Linked DNA regions of Mus musculus: regions 1, 2, 3, 5 and 6 are each linked to region 4. A link is a contact called in public Hi-C and HiChIP or PLAC-seq data. All regions are on one chromosome and are shown on one strand. The core of a region is the stretch at or near the end of the contact, and the rest is flanking DNA. Distances in the headings are between cores, read along the strand shown.

Region 1 (3,301 bases), core at 660-3,159, 580 kb after region 4:
AACTAATAATTTAATTATCAAACCATTATTTGGAAATTATTCCTTTGGAACCTATCAAATAACCCTTCTCCTATTTGCTTTACTTGTTTTGTTGTTTTTGAGACAAGGTCTCGTTTGGTAGCAGGCTGACCTTGAACTCATCATATCTTTGTGCCTCAGCTTCTTGAGTGCTAGAATATCAGGTGTGTACCAGCATATATGGCTCTCTAACAGCACACATGGCTCTCTAACCACTTCCTCTATGACCTTTATTACGGTTTACTAACACAGAGGTTTTATGAACTAATTTCCAAACTTGCAAAGTCTATGTTCAGTGGTCAAATTCAAGGACAGAGACATTTGCCTTGAGGAAGCCTTTCCACAGTTTCAATATACTAAATTTCTCCTCTCCCTACCTTTGCATGGCAAATTTCCTGTACTTCTATAGAGCATACACTACTCTGTCTTGGTAACAGGTCATTTATTTTAGGTCCCATCCCAATATTGGAGAACTAGGACCTTTCTGAATTTTAGCTTTGGAATCATTTCCATTATTTCTTTTCAGTGGTGTTTTAAGTGAGAATATATCCCATCGGCTAAGATACTTAAATACTTAGTCTTTGGTTGATGACATTATTTGGGGGGAGTTCCGGTGGTGAGGCCTTATTGGAGTAAGTATGTAACTGGGGGCAGGATTTCAAAGCTTAAAGCCTCACCCTACTCCATTTCACTTTCTCTGCGCTGTGCTAGTGGTTCAGATGCGAGCTCATAGCTTCCCACTGCTGCTGCTACTGCTGCTGCGGTGTGACTTGCTGTCTTGCTGCAAAGGTGAATGTACTTGGGCTTCCAGAGCATTTTAAGGTGTCTTGTGGTATGATGTGTCTCTGATAGCTGGTATTACAGTAAGATGTCCAGGGTTTTTCTTTAATTTTGAAATGAATGTGGTAAGGGACAGGAAAGATGGCTCACTAGTTAGGAGCACTGGCTGCTCTTAAAGGGGAAGAATTATTTAAGGAAAATTGTTGTATGAATAGGTACAGTCAGTAACTGGGGTATATCTCCATGACAGAATATTTAACTAATCTGTGGGAAGTTCTGGGATTCATTCCCTAGCAGGACCAGAAAACATTAGAAGGCTGAATATTTTGGCCTATGCCTGTAATCCAATTCTGAGACAAGAGGCTAAACCACACAATAGTCTGGAGCTAACATGGAGTGCCTGTGGGGGTAAATGGGCAGGGGGTGACTGAGACTGGGGATAAGTAGTTAGTTATAACTAGGATAGCCAGTTAGACTGTGAACATAAGCTGCTTTGGTGCTGTTGGTTTGATGCTGAGGGTTGGGAGAAGGGAGCACCCTTTGAGAAACACTTCTATGTATTCTTCAGCCTTTGAGTGAGACAGTGACCAAGGAATGGAAAAAGAAGAAAAGGAACAAGTCTAATGACATCTCCCAAGTGTGTGTGCATACACGTGGAAGTCAATGTCATGATGTGTGTGTGCATGCATAGAAAACAAAACAGTTTTTTTAAAAAAATGCTGGGTCTTGTCAAATTTAAGATAAATCCTGGCCCAGGGAGATAGTTCAGGTGGTAAAGTATTTGCCATGCAAGTATGAGGGACTGGGTTCAGATCCCCAGCACACCTACAGAAGATGAAAGAGTCCCAGCATGCACACCTATGAGCTCAGCACTTGGGAGCAGATACAGATCCCCAGGACTTGAGGGCAAGCCAGTCTAGCCAATTCAGTGAGAGATCTTATCTCAAAAATAAAAGTGGAGATTGAGGAAGATACCCAGTGTTGACCTTTAGGACCCATGTGTGCGGGTACATGAGCACTCACACACACACACACACACACACACACACACACATACATCATGCACAGGTGTGCATGCTGGGACTCTTTCATCTTCTGTGGGTGTTTTGTTTTCTAGAACAATGTTAGGTCTGTGGTTTCTGAATCAGATTTAGTGTGTTAGTCTTGAAGGAGAGGTTTGAGATTTTAGCTTTAGGGGGTTTTTTGTTTTTTTGTTTGTTTGTTTGTTTTATCATAAGCTAGTGTTTCCTTGTCTGTTTAAGGTTTGTTCTCAAGAATAGGGACTATGTGTTTTTAATCAAATCTAGCAAGCTAGTATGGACACAGTAACAGTTCTTACAAATTTATTTTCCAACACTTGAATACTCTGGCTTCTTTGAACATAGAATGCAAATTTCAGTAACTTTAAAGATTTGTGCATTTAAAGTGTCTTCATCTTACCATTATAATGACTATGCACATAAAAAGGTTTTTCTGGCTTTTCCAGATTTTGCTCTTTTCTAACTCCTGTAAGTCTTTCATTGTGGGAATCACCTTGCTTCTTATTTGTATGGCCCTCATTGGCTTTTGTGCAGGCCTCCTTTCCAGGCCTCTGGGTTTTGTGCCTAGGGCATTCCTATCTGGGCTGTCTGACCCATCACTTGGTACTGCTCTCCTTTATTGATGGTAAAGCTTTTCCTTTTGAATTGCAGCAGTGTATTTATGTATTATGTATTCATGGCAGTAACTACTGTAGCCAGATTGTCTAAATATCCAACGGTGACATATAAAATAAATAAAAAAAAACTGTTACTGTATTCATTTAACCCATTTCTAGTAAAATTATGGTCTGAACATTTGACATAGGTATCCTTGAACCTACTGTTTAGTGATGAATTATATCGATGTTATTATATAATTATTAATAAGTAGCTAAGTGTTAATTATGTGGTGAATAATGTCTTAATTTGTTTTATATACTTGTTTTACATTTTAATATCTTTCTGATGAAGAAACTAATACCATTTAAATAGCCATTGTTTGGTCTTCTTAAAGTTTAGATGATCAGATTTTCTGTATGATTTCTCAAGCTTGTATAAAGCTTCAGTAAGGCTAGGAATGGAGGTTTGAGAGTGGGATATATTCTCACTTAAAACACCACTGAAAAGAAATAATGGAAATGATTCCAAAGCTAAAATTCAGAAACATATTCAGCTTGATGGCCTGCAGGAGCCATACTGAGACAGGTCATGCAATGTTAGAAACTCATTAGATTTTAACCTTTGCAGGTACATTCAAGCTTTTCACACTGGAACACAAAGCCATCTACTAAGGCCATGCTCAAGAACCACACAGTCTGTTAGAAACAACTCAAGAGCTTTTTACCTTTATAGGTTTGTGTCGGGCCACACTCACTGCTGTCCTCGGCCTATGTGACCTATGGCTACTAGTTGGATATACCTACCAGAATACAACAGGACTGTAAGAAAATGCTTGACTGGGAGTTTTCTGAATCAAAACTAGA
Region 2 (3,561 bases), core at 457-2,956, 940 kb after region 4:
ATAATTTTCCCCAAAATTGTTTGCTTAAACTGAATTAGACATCATTTCATCTCATCAATCAGTTTATTAATTTATCAAATGCTTACAGAGCAGAAGCTAGGTGCTAGGTATATCTCTACATGACTTAGAAAAATCCTACCTTATCCACCAGACATCAGAATCCATGAATATAAAAAAGTCATACATAGTAGTCTATCATTAGAATTTTAAATCTCTATGGTATCTTTATTTGGAGGGTCAACACAATCTGGATTTGGTGACTCTCAGAATAAAGTTTTGTATTTATAATTTTCCTTTGAGTAGGGAAGTAGAATATGTCCAAGTTTTTTTTAAGATAAACAACAGAAATGTACAAAGAAGGCAATAAAATCGCCCTCCACAGAGGTAATCTTGTAGAAATCTGTGAAATAAGTAGCTTTAATGTCCGCTCCTTCTGTCAGAGAACACACCAAGTCCAGACACTCTCCAGCCTGTCTTCCTGTTTGCCTACAGTCAGTGCTTTTGACACTATCTGGAATGACTTCATTTGTTTGGTGTTTATTTGTGCCCTAGCTCTTATTACTAGTATCAAACCCTCATTTCCATCTTCCATGCAGGTATATAGTTGGTGCTCAATAAATCTTTCACAGATGAATTCTTATCCTTTCTCTGATATGTACTGCTCTCTGTACAAAGTTTAGCACGATAACAGCACACTTTACCTTTGGTTATAGGTGTTACATCAATAATAATTTTGTTCATGATTACTTAGTCCAAGTCACACTCCATCAGTGAGAGAAGCCAGGACAGGAGCTCAAGGCAGGATCAAAGCAGGAACTGGACCCAAGAACTGAAGTAGGAATCTAGGAGGAATGCTATTTGCTGGCTTGCCCTTTGGTTCTCTGCTCTGCATTTTTTTTAAAAATGCAGTTCAGGACAACCTGCTTAGGTATGGTACTACCCACAGTTGGCCAGTCCTTCTCACCTCAATCATTAACCAAGACAATTCTTCACAGAAATAGCCATAGGCCAATTTAATCTGGGCAATCCCCAATTGAGACTTCCTGTGATGACTCTGGGCCATATTCCGTTGGCAGCTATCTCTTATTGGGACAGGAACGTGGCTGGGTATAGGCAACATGAAAAAATAATAGGTCCAAAGATGAAAAAGAAGCAGAGAGGGAGCAAAAGAGCTTACAAATCTATTGTCTGCCAGGTTCCATTCTCCTGGTTCTGTAGGAATTCCCATGTCTCCTAGCAGCTCCTTCATGGTCTCACAGGTGAGGAAGCTACAGGCTACACTAACACTTACCCAAGTCAGGTGAAGAGTAACATCCAGTAAAGCTTACTATGGAGAATGGCAAGAAGAAGTCATGAAACCCTAGAAGGCAGGGCTGAGAGAGACCTCAGGTCAAGCCTGGGACAAAGCTTCCAGTTACTTTAGGAGGAGAAACTCTGAAAGATGTGAGTGTCATAGAAGCAAAGAAGTCAGAGATGTTTTTTCAAACAAAAATCCGTATTTAGTTTCATTCCTTGAAAAGCCCCCCTTTCCTCCCTTGTATCACTCTGCTCAAAAATATTGATCAAAATCAACTGAGCACATAACTGTGAGTCTACTTCTCGGTTCTCTATTTTGTGCTTGACTGATTTTTACTTAAGTGTATCACTGTCTTATTATAGCTCCGTGGAAAGTTGTAAAATCAGGAAGTGGGAGTCCCCTAATTCTGACCAATGTTTTTCAAGATTGCTCTAGTAGGCATGTCTAATAGCCTACGTGTGAGTGATGATAGTTGTAAATATACCTGATACAAAAGCATAGACTCACTTAAAACATCATGAGATTTTTTTTCCCCAATTTTAGTAAATCAGTCAGGCAGCCCTTGAACATAAAGTTTAAAAATAACAATGTCGTGCTGCATTGGCAAAAGGCTGGGCAATCCTTCTCAGTATTTAAGGTCCTTTGCTTTTCCTTATGAATGTTAAAGTTAATATATCAATGTCTTAAAAAAAAAACCCTGTTAGGCTCTTCTTTAACATAGCCCAGGATAGCATTGAACTTTTGATCCTTCTTCGTCAGCCTCCTGTGTGCTGGTGAGTGCTGGGGTGACAGGCTTGCCAAGCCATACCCAGCTTTGCTTGCCTCAAGTCAAATTTAAGGGTCAGTTTGGGAAGACTCTACCTTAACAATACTAGTCCTCTAATTGGAATCCAGCAAGCTACCATTCACAGGCAAAATGTAGCTTCCTTTTATTTTCCCCTGAGCTATGAGGGGTTTTTAACATCTTGAAAGAGTGGTGAAAACCAAACAAAGAAGAGTATGTCACCTAGAGCCCTGCTCTCTGGCCTGGGAGAGAAGGCTCTCCAACTTCTGCTCTGACCCAGCTTGCCATCCTTTCCTCTTCCAATTTCCTCTCTTTTGATATTTTACAGCTTTCAATTCATGGGTCTTATACCTTCCGTCAAATTCATGTCCAAGATTCATCATTTCAGATGCTGTGAGGACTGTTGTTGGGATAGCGGGGACGGTAACATGACAAGCTTGTTTGTTTTCTAACAACTCAAATTACAGGGTAGGAATATTAAGGTATATTTTAATAACACTGTGGAAGGAGGGCGACGAGCAGAGGAAGCAGTGGGAGCCTACCCTATTTCAATTGAGAGGTGCTAGACAAATGGCTTAGGGTGGTGGGAGGAAAAAAAAAAGAGGAGTTTTTTTTTTTCTTTCCTAAATCATTTCAAAGGAAGGAAAGGCAGGATTGGTAATGGATTGGATAAAGAGGATGAAAGGGACGGGAGAGTCAAAGACAACTTCAAGGTTTCCAGCCTGTGATGTTAAATGGCTCGTCCATGGTGATTTTTATTTGGTTTACTTTATCATCTGGACACACAAATGGGATTTCCCCACATCCAGCTATTGTAGCTCCCTACATTCAGATTTACTATTGAAATTCCCTTCTATCTCTTCACACCCTGTTAGTGAACAGGTAGTATTTTGATGGATGTTACATGATCAGAGAAATCCCAGGTTTTTGGTGGCATGTGGAACACAGCTCCCTCTAAATCCTCACTTTAATTAATCATCCTTAATATTTGAATCAAAATCTGTCTACACGAACATCTCTCAGAACACTATTTTTTTTACAACACCGTTTGTTCAGAAATTACACTAGCCCTCTCCAAAATTTTATATTATTTATGACATTTAAATTTGTGATTTTCTTTTCCCCTTTTTTCTATCCTTTTGGCTTTCTTTTGAAGTCTATTAAACCTCCTTAAAAATATTTATGTGTGTTTAGTTAACAAAAGCGCCTGCAAGTCGAATCCACGCTGGGAAAAGGTTCAGGTAAGCTCTCTATATAAGCTTACAGACAATTGTGTAAATCTTCAGCCATTAAAGAGAAAGGAGAAAAAAGCCACCCTCATTACACCGCTGTCATTTGCTCTTCATCTCCTGTCCTCTTTAGCAGCATTAAGATGGGATGTAAATTTGCCAGTTAATGCTGTTAGAAAATGGATGGTTCAAGGAGGGCAGGAATTAGAGATCAGTATTAGGTGCAGATAAGCTCCTTTGCCTCCGCAGTG
Region 3 (3,427 bases), core at 476-2,975, 840 kb after region 4:
TCATATAGGGATAGAATAATTGGGGTAACTTGTCTAATCTAGGTGGGCCCTGAATTTATTGTGCGGGCATCTTGTGAATTGAGAATTTATTGACATGTAAATCTGACTGATTAAACTTCAAGAGTTTTGATTTTCTGGGTTAAGGGGATTTGTGACAACTAGCTGCTGGAGGTAGATGGTTGAGGAAGAGACAAGAGGCCCTGATGCAAGAGAACCGAAGCTGGGAAGACTTCCATAGGTCGCTGCATGGGGCTAGCCGTGGAGGTAGCGGGGTTGGTGGGGGAGAGAGTAGCCCGGTATAGTACAGGAATATGCCATTCTTTTTAATATTTCCTGTAACATCTCATTACTTGGAAGGCCTACGTAATCTGATCCAGGCTGCAATAGTTAATAATGAGTGCCAGCTTGTTTTATCTGGAATCAACTAAGACACATTCCTCTGGATGGGTCTGTGAGGTCATTTCAAAGAGGGGTTGAGAGAGGAGGATCCTCTCCTAGAATGGATGACACCTTCTAGGCAGTACAGATATAAAAAAGTCTGAGGAAAAAGCCGGACTTTCTGGCATGCCTACCTTCATTTCTTGCTGAGTGCATGCCTGTCCTGTTGTTGCTGCCATTGCTGCTGCCAATGTTAGCTGATGTGAGAGCCTAGCTTTTGCTGTTCCAATGTGGATGGAAGGCTCTCCAGGAATCCTTCAGGCCTTCAGCAACAGACTGGGGACTACAGAGAATCCAGCCTTGAGTTTCTCAGCCTTTCCAGTGTACAGACAGCTATTGTTAGGTTACCTAACTGTGGCAGTTTGAATAGGTATGACCCCCATAGACTCATATGTTTGAATGTTTGGCCCATAGAGATTGGTACTAGGAGGTATAGCCTTGTTGGGAGTAGGTGTGATCTTGCTGGAAGAACTGTGTCACTGTGGAGGCAGGTTTTGAGGTCTCATATATGCTCAAGCCACGCCCAGTGGGACAGTCTCTCCTTACTGCCTGCTGATGAAGATATAGAACTTTCAGTTCCTTTTCCAGCACCATGTCTGCCTACATGCTGTCATGCTCCCTCCTGTGATGATAATGGACTAAACCTCTGAAACTGTAAGCTATCCCCAGTTAAAAGGTTTCCCTTGTAAAGAGTTTCTGTGGTCATGGTACCTCTTCACAGCAATGAAACCCTAAGACAACACTCCTTATCTAATAAACTCTTTTTCGTACCCTAACCCTAACCTATTCATTCTATCAGTTCTTTTCTTCTAGGACCCTCAAAACATCAGGGGATATGACTGGGTACTCTCTACATATTCCCACAAGTAACCCCAAGAGGTCAAGAACTTTGTGGTTAGTGGACAGAGCCATTCTTAGAGGCTCACATAGACAGCAAGAGACAAGCTACCAATACTCTATACTCCAGATACTCAGGGAATGCTATGGAGGATAAGAACAACCAGCTAACACTTAATGCTGATTTTCCAAGATACTAAGACCCACTGCAATGCTGTGATCCAAACATGATTATGAGCCCAGGAGGCCTCCGTGAAGGCAGCCTTTTCCCTCAAAGGCACAAGTCAGATCTGATTAGCTTCCAGGTGGCTACCCACTCTTGAAAGACCTTTCCTTGCTTCTTGACCAGAAATTTCCTTTTGAAGAGCTCATGCCTCAGAGCTGGGAAGAAGAGCTCTGTGGATGTACAGAGAGCTTAGCTGAAAAGGAAATGCTGTTAGCCACACTTGAGTGAAAAGAGCAACAGCCACTCCCATCTGTTCCTTGTGGTGAGTCTAGTCTCAAGAGACACAAAACTGAGGTGAAAGCAGGTGGGAAAACCTGGCCTGGAGTAGAAAGAGAACAGATACGCTTTATTGAACTAATTCTTGAAAATGTATCAAAATCCTAATAAACCCACTGGAAAAAATATCAGTCCATGATCAAAATAGGAGCATCCTTAATGGAATTATTTTTCCCACAAGCAGAGTTAGGGGTCCACCATTAGGCCATACTCTGGCAATTATATGTTTAAAGTTAGGCTTTAGGCTGAAGGGAGATGGATCAGCCAGTATTTGCAAGTATGAAGATCTGAGTTTGATCTTCAAAACACAGATTCTGCTCCAACAGCCCTGACTCCCGTAAGTTGCCCTCTGACCCCTACACATGTGCTGTGGCCCACAAATACCCACAGACTCACACCCATATCCACACACAATAAATGAATGAATAACAAACAATGAGATCCCAAGGGGGGAAAGGCAAAGACAGGCAGATTCCTCCAGCAAGATTAGCCTAATTGAGAAGTTCCAGACAATAGAGAGATCCAGTAAAACAAAACAAAACAAAAAGAAAAACCCCAAAACAAAACAAAAAAACAAGGTAGTATAAGTAATACAGCAGGTATTATTGTGTTAGCAGGTATGTTATATGTAGAATCCACACATACATGCCTGCCCACACACTGCTCACACACACACAATGACATTAGTCCACATCAACAGTATGCTGAGATGCTGCCTCTGCATTAACACCACATTTAGGAAATCTGACTCCCAAGCTTAGTCTTTGACATAGCTTCAACTTGCACTGTTTTGACCTGACTTGACCCCAAGTGCAACGATAGGTCTATACCATGTGGAGCCTGAGCACCCCTGTCCACAGTCCTTGTCTAAAGGATTGACTCTTGTCTGACTGAGGCTGCTTCTCCAAGTAAGAAATCAGCAGGCCTCTTACCCCTCTGATCAGCTGCCCAGTATGGCATCTCATCTGCTCCAGAGCACAAACTCAAGCCATTGCTTGAAAAATCTACCTAATGAAGGATTGAAGACTTGGGACTACCAAGAAGATAGTATAATGAATGCATTGTAAAAAGATCCCTCCCTCCCTTCTGGCTTCTGGGGGCTGCCTCCCTCTCCTACACACTTCATTTTTTAGCTTCAAAACAAGAGCCTTTCATTTTCAAAACCACAGGAAAAGAATGCATTCAATGTTTCCTTAAGTTCAGGGAGCTTGATTTGCCTCAACAGTTCATATATCTAACATGGACTATTATCATATATTGAATGATAGTATCCAATAGTCATAGGCTAGGAGATTCTATATTTTAAGCTGCCTTGGCAATAAAATCAGATCTGTGATAGAAAAAAAAAAAGAGAAATGGCAACATGCCTACCTAACAGCCTGTCAATGCAACACTGGTTCTGCCACCAACAGGGTCTATACATGGGAATCAGTTATTTACAAATCTAAGCCTTACTAAAAGGTGACCTGAAAATGTGCCAAGAACTGAAAAGGTGTGAACTTTGGGCTGAGCCCACTCTCTGACACTTTTAGTAGCTGATTACAATAGAGATAGAGGCAGGCAAGGGGTTGTCCATTCCTTCCTTTGCCTATATCTGGTATATTTCTCAATGTCAGTCTCATGTACATCATCATAAGATGAGGAGAGCCA
Region 4 (3,466 bases), core at 592-3,091:
TTTCTACTGCACCAAGCCTTCCAAGTCCCACCTATGAAACCTCTAATCCTCCAAATACTCATTTCCCCTTCCACTTCCAATTCATCAAAAGAAAACTCATGCATTAACTAATCAGAAGTGCATCACATAAAGCCAGATACAGAGGAACTTTAAAAAACTTCAAATCACTGTCTTTAAAATATTACCCACAAGGTGACTTGGAGTATTGGGTTAAGGAACAGCCACCGGGAGTAGACACCTGAGAAGTCTGGGTCTGTTTGTGGTGAGGAGCCTACTTCCCAAGGGCAGATGACAGTTACCCCAAATTCACAGAGAAGACCACCTGGCACCGGACTCAACTCCTCCAAATCACATCCCTCTACAACAACCCGTGCCTCTGCCCGGAGAGCTGCCAAGGCCCGTGCCACACAGAAACACCCGGGATGTGAGCACGCCCTTCAGGTCTGCAATGTGCCCAGGAACAACTTTTCCACGTGGTGCAGGAGATGCTGCAAAGGCAGACACAGCCGCTGCCTTCCGGTTGCAACAACCACACACAAGTGTGTCTCAACAGACCCAGGAGAGGCACTCACTGACTGGCCAGGGACAAGGCGCTCAGGCCTCCAGCTCCCTGTGCTGCCTTGGCAGCACGGGAAGTGCCCACTACCCGCCTTTCTTTGCTTGGGGGCCTCAGTCCAGGTGGAAGCAAACTGCAGGCCAGGGTCGTGCTGGGAATCTGCCTTGGCCCTTCCCTGGCTAACCTCCCCCGGGTAGCCTCGGCTCCCCTGACCCTCCTCTCACCTGATCTTGTAACTGGGCAGGGTGTGCTTGCGCTTGATGATCTTCTTGAGCTGGTTGACGATGATGGAGGTGAGCTGGGGCATGGGCCGCCCCTCGAACTGGGAGCGCACCTCGAAGTCAATCAGCGGGTCCTCCACGAAGGAGAAGAACCAGTGGGTGAAGGGCACGCGGGTGAGGACGAAGCGCAGCCTCCCCACCACGCGAGACAGCTTCACGAACAGGTAGGCGGACTTGCCAAACACCAGGTCCACGTCGATGGCCAGGTGGAAACCGCCGTTGTACTCCACCTCCGCTTCAAAGGCCAGCTCCTCCGGGCAGGTGGCGGGCAGCGCGTCCCCGTCGGGGTCGTCGGGCTCGCCGGTGCCCGAGGCCACCACGGGCCGCACCAGCCGGATGGTCTTGATGAAGGGCACCGTGTCGCCCAGGAACACGTCGCGCAGACTCAGCCCCTCCAGCAGGCGGCCGGCCGTCTTGGTCTGCAGCAGCTCCTCGAACTCCACCTTGATCTTCTTGGTGACCCAGCGGCGGGCGAGCGCGGTGTCCCGCAGCTCCCGGAACAGGAACAGGATGGTGGCGTTGAGGAAGTAGCAGGTCTCCAGCGTCGGCGGGGCCGGGCTGTCGGGGGTCGGGGTCGAGCTGGCGCCGGCCTCGGAGGAGCAAGCAGCGAGCTCCTCGGCGCCGCCGCCATAAAGGTACTCCCTGAGGGGCAGGCCCGGCACCGGCTTAAGGTAGCGGAAGCCGTCGCCCGCGCGGGCCGCTTCGTCCGCCCGCGGCTCGGGCTGTCTGCGGTAGAGTAGCAGGAACTGTGCGAGCAGCGTGAGGAACGAGCCCAGCACGGCCGACGCCAGGATCAGGAGCAGCAGCCCCATCCCGCCGCCCCCGCCGCAACCCTCGGCCTGCTCCCGCGCTCTCCGCGCCGCCCTCCTCCTCACGCCGTCGCCCCCGCCGCCTCCATCTTGAGGACATCGGTCGCGGATGAGCGGCTCCCTGGGCCCGAACCGAGCGTCCGCAGTCCGACGCTGCCTGGCGGCGCCTTAGCCCGCCGCGGCCCCGCGCCTCCTCAGACGCTCCCCCGGGGGCGGCCCGAGCGGCGGACCGGCGGCGGGCGAGGGCGGGAACGGCGCCTCCCCACAGAGCCTGCGCTCATTGGGCGAGCGGCGCGTGACGTCAGAGCGTGCGCGCCCCCGGCGCCGGGCGCCCCGGCGCGCTTGGACGCGGGTCCTTTCCCACCTCTCGGCGCGCTTCCAGCGCCGCTCCCCCCACGCCCCTGCATTCCTGCCGCCGGCGGCGCGGCGATCCGTGCGTCCGTCGTCTCCGGAGGGCGCGAGATAACGGAAGGAGACCTGGATAAGTCGGGCTGACGGGGCCCGGCGCGGCCGTCCGTTATTCCGCGCCCATCCCCCGCGGCGGCCGTGGGTCCTGCCGGATACCTCTGTGGCGACCGCCCAGCATCCCTCAGTGTGTTGCTGCCTCCCCTGCAGGGCAGCGCCGCAGAGAGCCTGAGCACAGGCGGTTGGGACACTGCCCGAGCCGGCCAGAGGACAGACTGCATCAGGGATTGCCATCGCTAGCCCGCACAGACCGGCAGACCTGCATCCGCAGAGAATGGGCCCCGAGAAGGGACCAAGCGGAACCGCGAGAAGGGGACTAACTTTCCTACCTTGGGGATTTCAATTTAAGTGAGAAAGAAGTTTATTTGAGGTCTGGGAGGAGTGGGTGAGCTGAGTGAATTTGCCAGCATATTGGAAGGTGTCTTAGCGACTCCATTCAGATTGTTCACGCCCCCCTCCTCCCTTCTTTCCTCTCTGAGGGCATTATCCGGAGTCCATCCCTCAGGCCATTACTTTTAGTGCCTACCAATTTCACAGAATAACCCGTGGTACCCGTGGCATAGTAAAGAAATTGCTTAGGGGTCACATCGTGGGATCCTAAGTCCTTGGTTTCTACTTGGCATAATAACACGGAGGATGCTGGAGGTTTTTTTTGGGGGGGGGGGTTGTTTGTTTGTTTGTTTTTCGAGACAGGGTTTCTCTGTGTAGCCCTGGCTGTCCTGGAATTCACTGTGTAGACCATGCTGGCCTCGAACTCAGAAATCCACCTGCCTCTGCCTCCCAAGTGCTGAGATTAAAGGCGTATGCCGCCACCGCTCAGCTTAGCTTTTTGGTTTTGAAAATAAAAAATAATAAAAATTTAAAAAGCCGATCAGGGATCAGGTCCCAGTTGCTCCATAAAGGAGAGTTGGAGATGCAGAGACTGGGAAAAGTGGAAGATTTTGCAGAGGGTACCAATAGAGCCAGAAGCCTTTGTGTTCCCTGGCAACGGTGTTTCCTCTGGTGCTTTCTGACTACTCAGTTGTTACATCACAGTTTTTATCTGTCCTCACCGACACAACTTGTCTAGTCCTAGGGAGGTCAGGTATTCCGCTACTAAAACCCTCGTGGATTCAGGCTGGCTCTTGAGACATCAGTACAGGGATCCTTTCTAGTCTTGACTGGGTGATTGGAGCCTTAAACCAGAGTTCTGACCCAGCTGAGCCAAGTATAGAACTTTGGAAGCAAATTGATAATGTAATGAAATCTTATCAACCAGATTGACTGAGAAACACCTAGGGAGGCCTAAATGTGTGTCTGGGAGTGTCTTTGAGGGCATTTGCCCAAATGATTTAGGGCCTGAGGACTGGCTTAAG
Region 5 (3,446 bases), core at 9-2,508, 800 kb after region 4:
TAAACATATTTCAGAGACTTTTGAGTCATCTTCAGAACTTTCAAAATCAACTTGAAGATGTTTTCTTGAGGATTTTCCCCTCTGAATATTTCTATAAGATCTGTTACTATTAATGTTTATCAGAAGGTGGGTTTAGAAGTGTCATAATTTTATATTTGATGACAACAAACACAAAAGAAAAACAAAAACTGCTTCCACTGTAACTTTGTCTCTTTCAGTATTTTCTGTATAGGAGTTTACATTTACTAAGGCAAAGAGAGTTATCCTTGGCTCTAAGAGGGAAAAAAATTATAAGCTAAGTCCTGAGATTATAGGGGGTTTGTTGTTGCAGTTGTGGTTTGGTTTGGTTTTGCTTTGGTTTTTGTCCCTGACATTCATATTTGTTCTACATCAAGAAATGATGAACTGGCAAGATGGCTGGCTCACTGTAAACACACTTGCCACCAAACCTCAGGACATGATGTCAATCCCCAAGACTTACATGGTGGAAAGAGAAGCAGACTCCTTCAAGTTGCCCTCTGACCTTCACAGTAGGACATGAGCTCACACACGTTCAAATAAATAAATAGAAAAAAAAATTTAAATTCAACTACTGAAGTCCCAGAGCTATGTGTAGGTCTAACATATCTTTGACATTCTGTACAATGTGAAATTGATGGTACCGTTTTTGCTGCTGGTACTTTGGGTTTTTTTGTTTGTTTGTTTGTTTTGTTTTTGTTGTTGTTATTTTGGTTTTTATTTTTCTTCCGGGTAATAGAATGTTCTTTTACCATTTAAGAAGCTTAAGTAACATTCCCACCCAGTAGACACTTAGAAAACTTTTGTTGAAGTTCAGTACTAAATAGGTAGATTTAGTTGCTCCTGTCTGTCTCAATTCCCTTTTCTGACTTAATAAAGATTTAAAATGCCACGTTTACAATCTGACCGGGATATTCTGTGGAGGATTCCCCTACAGTCACCAAACAAATCAAGACCATTTAGGTTTCGTGTAAACACTGAGATGGTGATAATAACCTATTAGAAAAGTAGTTTGGGAAGGATTGTTTTCGGACTTTTTTGGTTCGCTGTGAACAGACCTGATCATTTGCGTTGGTGCCTGACACAAGTGGTTCTCATGCGCCATCTAGTGGCTGCTGTGAAACTGTGCTGTGTCACGGGAAACCCTTTCTGAACAAGCCTTACTGTTGCGAATTCCTGTCCCGGTCGTCGGGCAGCCACTGGACACTTGCCCATCTTTCAGCCTTTAAATTGAGAGGAACCACCGAAGAACGCATGCACAGTGTTTCCCAAAAGCCCTGTATCCTTGGGAGCAACCAAGATGTAATCGGTCAGAGAAATGGTTTCTTCCTGGATCCATGTGAGTTAAACTGTTGTGGGACTGGAGACACTCGCGCCTGCAGAGTTGTGGTGACAAGCAAGGTAAGCCGGGTGACTTTTGTAACCCTTTTTCCCAGCAGAGACTACTCCTGTGTGTAGAAACCACGGCCTGGCAGCGACTTCTCTAACTCATAAAACTTGCTCTAACACACGGGGGAAAAAAGCTTCACTTAATCCAGTATCCTGTGTTGATTCCTGCCTGCGACATCTTAATTCTTACCCACGGGCAGGAGGACTGCTCTCGGCTGTGGACAGTGATGTGGATTTCACAATATTCAATAATCAGACTTTTCATGGGGGCTATTCCAGTCAAATATTGATTTAGTCAGAAAGGAGTGATAGAAATACAGCTCTGTAGGTTTATTCTTGTTAAAAGTCCAAAGTAGAGTGCAGACTTTGAGAGTTCTTCTTGCAGAAAGTATTAGCAAAAAGTAATGTCCAGGCAGCCCCAAGTGATACAAGACAGTTAGCTATGAATTTCACAAACATCATTAAATGTGTGTGGATGTAGTGCAGTACTGGAATGAGAGAAGATAACTAAAATTAAGATAAATAGCTTAGGAACTCACAGCCAGGGAAGCCGTAATTCACAAGTTTTCTAAGCTAGTGTTCTTATTGCCTTTAGGAATAGGAAGCATTGCTTCCAAAGCTGGGTTAACCACTCTTGAAAAGCATAAGGTACAAAGTAATTTACTCTCTTATTTCCAAGATTAAAAACCCTACGATAGTATTGTCCTCGCCCTTAATGCTTTCGGAGAAAACACTCATCCTACAGAAATACACATTTGTCTTCGGAACTCTGATCTCTCTCCTGTGCTGGGACTGGGGTTCACAGCATCTCAAACCCTGTTTCTCAGGCCTTATCTAAGGGTTATCTATTTCCATGGAAACACTGATCGACTTGAGACATCTCCAGTGCTCATATTTAGCAAAGTCTGTGAAGAGTGTCGATGTAGGGTATCCGATTATTACTCAAGTGAAGCCCCTGTGTCAAAAAATTCTAAGAATCATTATCTCCTTTTGAATACTGTTTGAAATTTTTGAATCCACTATCTGGAAACTGAAAGAATAAAAAAAATACTGGCTCATAAAAATAAATAAAAACTGTGGGTTTGTGTTTCTACTGTGGCATGCCTGCTAAAATGTCTACCAAGTGAAATTCAAAGATGTCCGCTTTTCTCAATGTTAAATATTCAATTTCCCAAATGTTGTTCCATGTTAAAATTTAAAGGGAGGGCTGGTTGGTTGATGGCTCAGTGGGTAAAATTGAAAGGAATTTTTTTCTAGATTTTTTTTTTTTTGGCAGTACCATGATTCATCAAAAACCTTGTTTGTACCATGAAAAGAAAGAAAACAAAAACTTGCAATATTCTAACATCTGGCCCATGCTATTTTCTAAGCTTTTTCATACATGCTTTATATACATCAAGTCCTATACCATAGCTCAGCTCACGCAAACCCATTTTCCCATAAACCAATAAAACACCTTAAAATACAGATCTGGAACTAAAAATAAATAACATTAATATCCTATTCCGTCACAGGCCAAGTAGGAATGAGCCGTTCTGCTAAAGCTGTCTTTGGTTGCCGGGATGTTCACTCCAGGCCAGAGGAAATCACTCGGTTCTTTCAGACGCCTTAAGTCTCCCTCCTGTCCACGTTAGAGAGATGTTGCTGAGATAACACAAGACAATCTCAGGGAGGTTCTGTGCTCCGGAGAACATAAAGGGAATGCATTGTTTCTCACAGTCTGGCTGGAAGGGTGTAGCACACGGTAAAATTAAGACCTCCTCCTTCATTGTGCAGCACAGTTGGGCTGTTTGATCTCTAAGTCCTTGGGTAATTGGAGTCTACACAGCATGTGGAATCTGGGTCTGAGCATCTCCCCCTCTTGCCCAAAGCCCTGCCTGGGGGCACGGTTCACCCCCTAGCTGGATTCTGCTTATGTTTGGGGTTCTGCTTTGACATAGGCATTGTTTGCAAGCTGGGAAAATGAGAACATGGTGGAGGCTAGAAAAGGAAGATATACCCGTTTGTTATCAGACACACCGAAGTGAATAGGAACCCAA
Region 6 (3,601 bases), core at 650-3,149, 880 kb after region 4:
GGTAGCACAGTATCATCTACCTTTAGGTGAGAAACCCTAAATCCAGTAAAGTATATTCTTTACCTGTTACCAGAGATGTTGACTATACACCTCATTCTCTACAAAAAAAAAAAAAAAAAAAAAAAATTAAAATTAAAAAGGATTTAGTAAATACCATCTTTTGAGATACAGAAACCATAGAGATAAAAAAAATACCAATTATAAAAGTTCTAGTTTGTGTCAGATCTGTAGAAGACTAGTTATAGAGGTAAAAATAGTCTTGAAAGTCAGATGACTTCCATCCTGAGCAGGCCATTGTATTTGCCTGGGTTTTCGTTCTTTCTAAGCTTTAAAACGAAGGTATGGTCAAATACCAGTGCGATGGTCTCACACACACCTTTAAAATGTTTATGATCTTAATGGCCTCAGAGTCCTAAATGACCAGAGCTGCTTTACTCTTTGATCAATATAAACGCAGCTTCTCTCCTCTACCTCACTAGATGATCAGTTTTCAGAGGCTCTGCACAGGGTCCACTGAAAAGGGGCAGGAAACCAAGTTACAACAAAAGACAGACAAGCAGCAGGAGAAAAAGAAGGCAGACCTGTCACACACCACACACAAACCAAGAGGCAGGCACTAATCTTCATCACAACACACATTAGAAACTAACAGCAACTCTTTCTACAACTGGCCAAAATCATTGTGATCCAGTTACGCCTGACAGCTTTAAATTATGAACTTTTAGAGGGCAAAGTTGGTGGCGAATTCTTGGAGACAAAGATTTGGGAGACAGGTCAAATCTAGGCAAATTTTACTAATAATTTTTTCTGCACTTTTTGCATATGAAAAAGGGGAGATATTATACTAAGTAACACACTGAGAGTCACATTTAGAGATTTGAGAAATGTATTTCTAGACCACAAAACTGGTTACAAGCAATACCCAAAGGATAAAATCTGCGCATCCAACAAATTTTCTGTCTCTACTATGCCAGAATTTAAGCTGCATTTCCATCAAGTGGCTGTCTTATGTATTCGATTTTAAATAATCACAAACATCTAAATTTAATCCTATTTGTAAAATAATTATAACCGCCATCCTCTAACCTATAAGAGCATAATAAATAGTTCCTGAACTTTGGAACTAGTTAACTGACACACTTTTAGGCTTAAGATTATCAACATTAATGTAAATGTCTTATTTATTGTTAGAAAATGTGTTCCTTTTTCTTAAAACGACACAGAAAACCCGAGGGGAGTCAGGGGCCTCAGTTCAGATATACTTCAAATAAGTTATTTATTTTTTGTATTTTTAATCTTAAGGATAGGTGAGTTTGAATTAAAACAATGTTTACAGCCAAGGCTTGGAACCCACTTTCCCCCGGGACCCTCTCTAACTTGTGTGGAAAGATTTTAAACCACGCAATCCATGCCACTGTACAAGTACTTACAAAGTTCAAGACTGAGAGGGTGGCTCTGAAAGGCACACCCCTTCCCGCACGGACAACCTGGAACTCGGCGGCACTCACCCGGTGCGAGGCCGCACCACCTTCAGCTCTCCAGCCGCGTCAGAACTCGCATCGGGACGCCGGCGGAGCGGCGAGCCGCGAACCTCGCTCTGGTCAGCCGCAGTTGCTGTGTGGGCTTTCGCGCTCCTCGCTGGCCCGGGACCGGACGGCTACCTCACGACGCCCCCGGAGCCCAGCGGCGCCCGCCCGAACCCAGGGTTTTCCAAGCCCGCTTCGGCAGATCTGCGAGGACGAGCCGCCCCGACTCCTGCGCCGCCCTCCCTGCCTCGGAACACAGCCCGACAGGCCGCCGCGAATCCTGCCGCCAAGTCGCGCCTCGCGAAGCCGAACTTACCAGGGAGGAAACAGCGGCTCGGCGGCCATCTTAGAACCCCGCCAACATCGTGTCTTCTGATTGGCTCGGGCGGATCAGCCAATCGGCTGCGGCCGTTCTGGCTCTATGGTCGCCCAGGGAACAGCCTGGCTTGCCTAAACGCCTCTGCTAAGAGGAGCCTGTTGAGGTTTTGTTTTTGTTTTTTGTTTGTTTGTTTGTTTGTTTGTTTGTTTGTTTGTTTTTCTCCTTTTCCTCACTTTAACCAAGCGATTTTTTTTTAAAGTTTTGTCCTTTCCTCGCTCCTTTCCTGTGCTGGTGAACTTGGCTAAAGAAAATGCTGACTTCGATGCCCACCTGAGTTCAATGGAGAACTGTAGATGATCTCTTCAAGGAAGGCTTTGCTTCCTTCGCTTCCTCGCCACCCCTCTCCCCAGCCTTTCCTATCTTTTTGCGTATATTTGAGTGTCCACTGTGTTCCAGGCCTCATGCAATTCTCAACCGGATTCCAGTTCTCCAGGGACTTTCCAGTCTGGTTGACCGAATCAAATCCAGCTAAGCACCCCCTACTCAGAAGTTGATTTACCAGGCTGGCATAGTGTATAGGTCCTGATGAGGGGTTTACCGGCGTGTAAATGAGGAAAAGAGCAGAAATTTTCACCATGTGAAAACAGTAAATCCAGGCGATGATACGGGGATGAAGTAGGACCACTTCAGAAATGCTTCCATTTTCTGAAGTACTGTTCTGTACTCAGATTATGTTTCTATTTTCTTGTGATGGTTATATAAGAAACTACAGGGCTGAGAGATAGCTCAGTAAGAACCTAAGTTCATTCCACCCTCAGAATCCGTATTTTAAAAGCCAGGCATGGCAGCCAGCACTGTGGATGCAGACAGGCAGACTAGCCTACGAGGCAAGCTCTAGGCCAGTGACCACAAAAGACAGGTGGGCAACCCCTAAGGAACTACACTTTCGAGTTGTCTTCTGACCTAATGCACATGCATTAGAACACATATATGGCACATGCACATACAAAATACAAAGCCTTGAACAAGTTTAAAAAAACTTATGAAAAATTAAACTTTGCAGAATTGATTTGAACAAACAGTTGTTTCATGAATAGACTCTGGCCCAGTCAAAGTTCAGAGTGTTCCATCAGTGAGCAAGCAATCTTTGTAAATTAAAAAAAGGTAAAAAGAAACATATAATACTGTGGTTGGTCATATCTTAGTATTTACCTTATAAAAACATGGTGTGATCAGCTGTCATACTGACTGGCTAAAAGTCAACTACTATGACTGACTAAGACTCAGCAACACGTTATAAGAATACTAACATACTCTTAAGTGAAGCTGCAGTTCAAGCTATTTAGTTTTTCAAAGGAAGGAGTTGGTTGTAGGCCAAACTTAATGCACACATGGCTTAACTTACAGTAATTTTCACTTATTCACATTATGAACAAGAACCTTTTAAAATATTGTGATGTACAAAATTCTTGCCTCTATTCAATAATGTGAATGGATTAATCATTATTACATATTTAATCCTAATATTTAAACATACATTATACCCATGCATTGTCCAATAACTTCTGGAAGATATGCAAGTTTATGATGTAGTGTTCTAGAATCATGATTTGATAAGTTTGCATGACGGAGGATTCCTTTCAAGCATTCCCTGATTCTAGGGAAAAGCATAACTATCAGCATTGAGCAGGTAATTGCTGTGTCAGTTTGCTGTGAGTTGCTATAACAAAATACCACAGACTGGGTATCTTAATCA

Evidence for each region. A called contact is a pair of places that touch in the nucleus more often than the background predicts. HiChIP or PLAC-seq counts read pairs in DNA pulled down with a chosen protein or histone mark.
Region 1: an H3K27ac HiChIP or PLAC-seq map of thymic regulatory T cells shows a contact between it and region 4, with 5 times the contacts expected there. The contact joins the enhancer-like site here to the promoter of Pdzd8 in region 4. A contact is called at or near these places in 2 of 39 promoter capture datasets (hippocampal neurons and liver), 1 of 484 Hi-C or Micro-C datasets (olfactory sensory neurons) and 1 of 115 datasets of contacts at active chromatin or transcription factors (thymic regulatory T cells).
Region 2: a contact with region 4 is called in a Hi-C map of B cells, with 11 read pairs. The contact joins the enhancer-like site here to the promoter of Pdzd8 in region 4. A contact is called at or near these places in 5 of 39 promoter capture datasets (the 3T3-L1 cell line, cranial neural crest, embryonic stem cells and 2 more), 1 of 484 Hi-C or Micro-C datasets (B cells) and 13 of 115 datasets of contacts at active chromatin or transcription factors (the 230-238 cell line, astrocytes, bone marrow-derived macrophages and 9 more).
Region 3: a contact with region 4 is called in an H3K4me3 HiChIP or PLAC-seq map of the 230-238 cell line, with 13 times the contacts expected there. The contact joins the enhancer-like site here to the promoter of Pdzd8 in region 4. A contact is called at or near these places in 2 of 39 promoter capture datasets (cranial neural crest and liver), 14 of 115 datasets of contacts at active chromatin or transcription factors (the 230-238 cell line, the SCID.adh cell line, T-cell acute lymphoblastic leukemia and 9 more) and 1 of 9 other capture datasets (liver).
Region 5: a contact with region 4 is called in an H3K4me3 HiChIP or PLAC-seq map of the 230-238 cell line, with 19 times the contacts expected there. The contact joins the promoter of E330013P04Rik here to the promoter of Pdzd8 in region 4. A contact is called at or near these places in 5 of 39 promoter capture datasets (the SN4741 cell line, cranial neural crest, maxillary cranial neural crest and 2 more), 1 of 15 datasets of contacts at CTCF or cohesin (large pre-B cells), 1 of 484 Hi-C or Micro-C datasets (adipose-derived mesenchymal stem cells), 14 of 115 datasets of contacts at active chromatin or transcription factors (the 230-238 cell line, the NIH/3T3 cell line, differentiating embryonic stem cells and 9 more) and 2 of 9 other capture datasets (adipose tissue and embryonic stem cells).
Region 6: a contact with region 4 is called in an H3K4me3 HiChIP or PLAC-seq map of bone marrow-derived macrophages, with 5 times the contacts expected there. The contact joins the promoter of Fam204a here to the promoter of Pdzd8 in region 4. A contact is called at or near these places in 14 of 39 promoter capture datasets (the 3T3-L1 cell line, 3T3-L1-derived adipocytes, the C10 cell line and 10 more), 10 of 484 Hi-C or Micro-C datasets (CD4 T cells, CD8 T cells, the HL-1 cell line and 4 more), 24 of 115 datasets of contacts at active chromatin or transcription factors (the 230-238 cell line, the NIH/3T3 cell line, the SCID.adh cell line and 17 more) and 2 of 9 other capture datasets (embryonic stem cells and liver).

The regions. Positions count from the first base shown.
Region 1 is chr19:59,924,437-59,927,737 of GRCm38.p6, forward strand. All of the region lies in intron 3 of Rab11fip2 (RAB11 family interacting protein 2 (class I)), which reads right to left. Among named protein-coding and RNA genes, the nearest start is that of Rab11fip2, 17 kb to the right of the region's middle. Within about 2 kb of position 1,910, at least 4 of the 459 cell types and tissues checked have an H3K27ac peak or open chromatin away from gene starts, as enhancers often do. A contact at or near this core is called in thymic regulatory T cells, where this site is marked.
Region 2 is chr19:60,283,450-60,287,010 of GRCm38.p6, forward strand. No RefSeq gene overlaps it. Among named protein-coding and RNA genes, the nearest start is that of Gm41882, 40 kb to the right of the region's middle. Within about 2 kb of position 1,707, at least 18 of the 459 cell types and tissues checked have an H3K27ac peak or open chromatin away from gene starts, as enhancers often do. A contact at or near this core is called in the 230-238 cell line and B cells, where this site is marked.
Region 3 is chr19:60,181,371-60,184,797 of GRCm38.p6, forward strand. No RefSeq gene overlaps it. Among named protein-coding and RNA genes, the nearest start is that of E330013P04Rik, 38 kb to the left of the region's middle. Within about 2 kb of position 1,726, at least 60 of the 459 cell types and tissues checked have an H3K27ac peak or open chromatin away from gene starts, as enhancers often do. A contact at or near this core is called in the 230-238 cell line, the SCID.adh cell line, T-cell acute lymphoblastic leukemia and 3 more, where this site is marked.
Region 4 is chr19:59,343,939-59,347,404 of GRCm38.p6, forward strand. Pdzd8 (PDZ domain containing 8) reads right to left here and starts at 1,842. Exons shown (of 5, transcript NM_001033222.3): 1 at 781-1,842. The coding sequence starts at 1,649.
Region 5 is chr19:60,143,417-60,146,862 of GRCm38.p6, forward strand. It overlaps E330013P04Rik (RIKEN cDNA E330013P04 gene), which reads left to right and starts at 1,259. Exons shown (of 5, transcript NR_026942.1): 1 at 1,259-1,419.
Region 6 is chr19:60,224,802-60,228,402 of GRCm38.p6, forward strand. It overlaps Fam204a (family with sequence similarity 204, member A), which reads right to left and starts at 1,900. Exons shown (of 8, transcript NM_001358273.1): 1 at 1,843-1,900.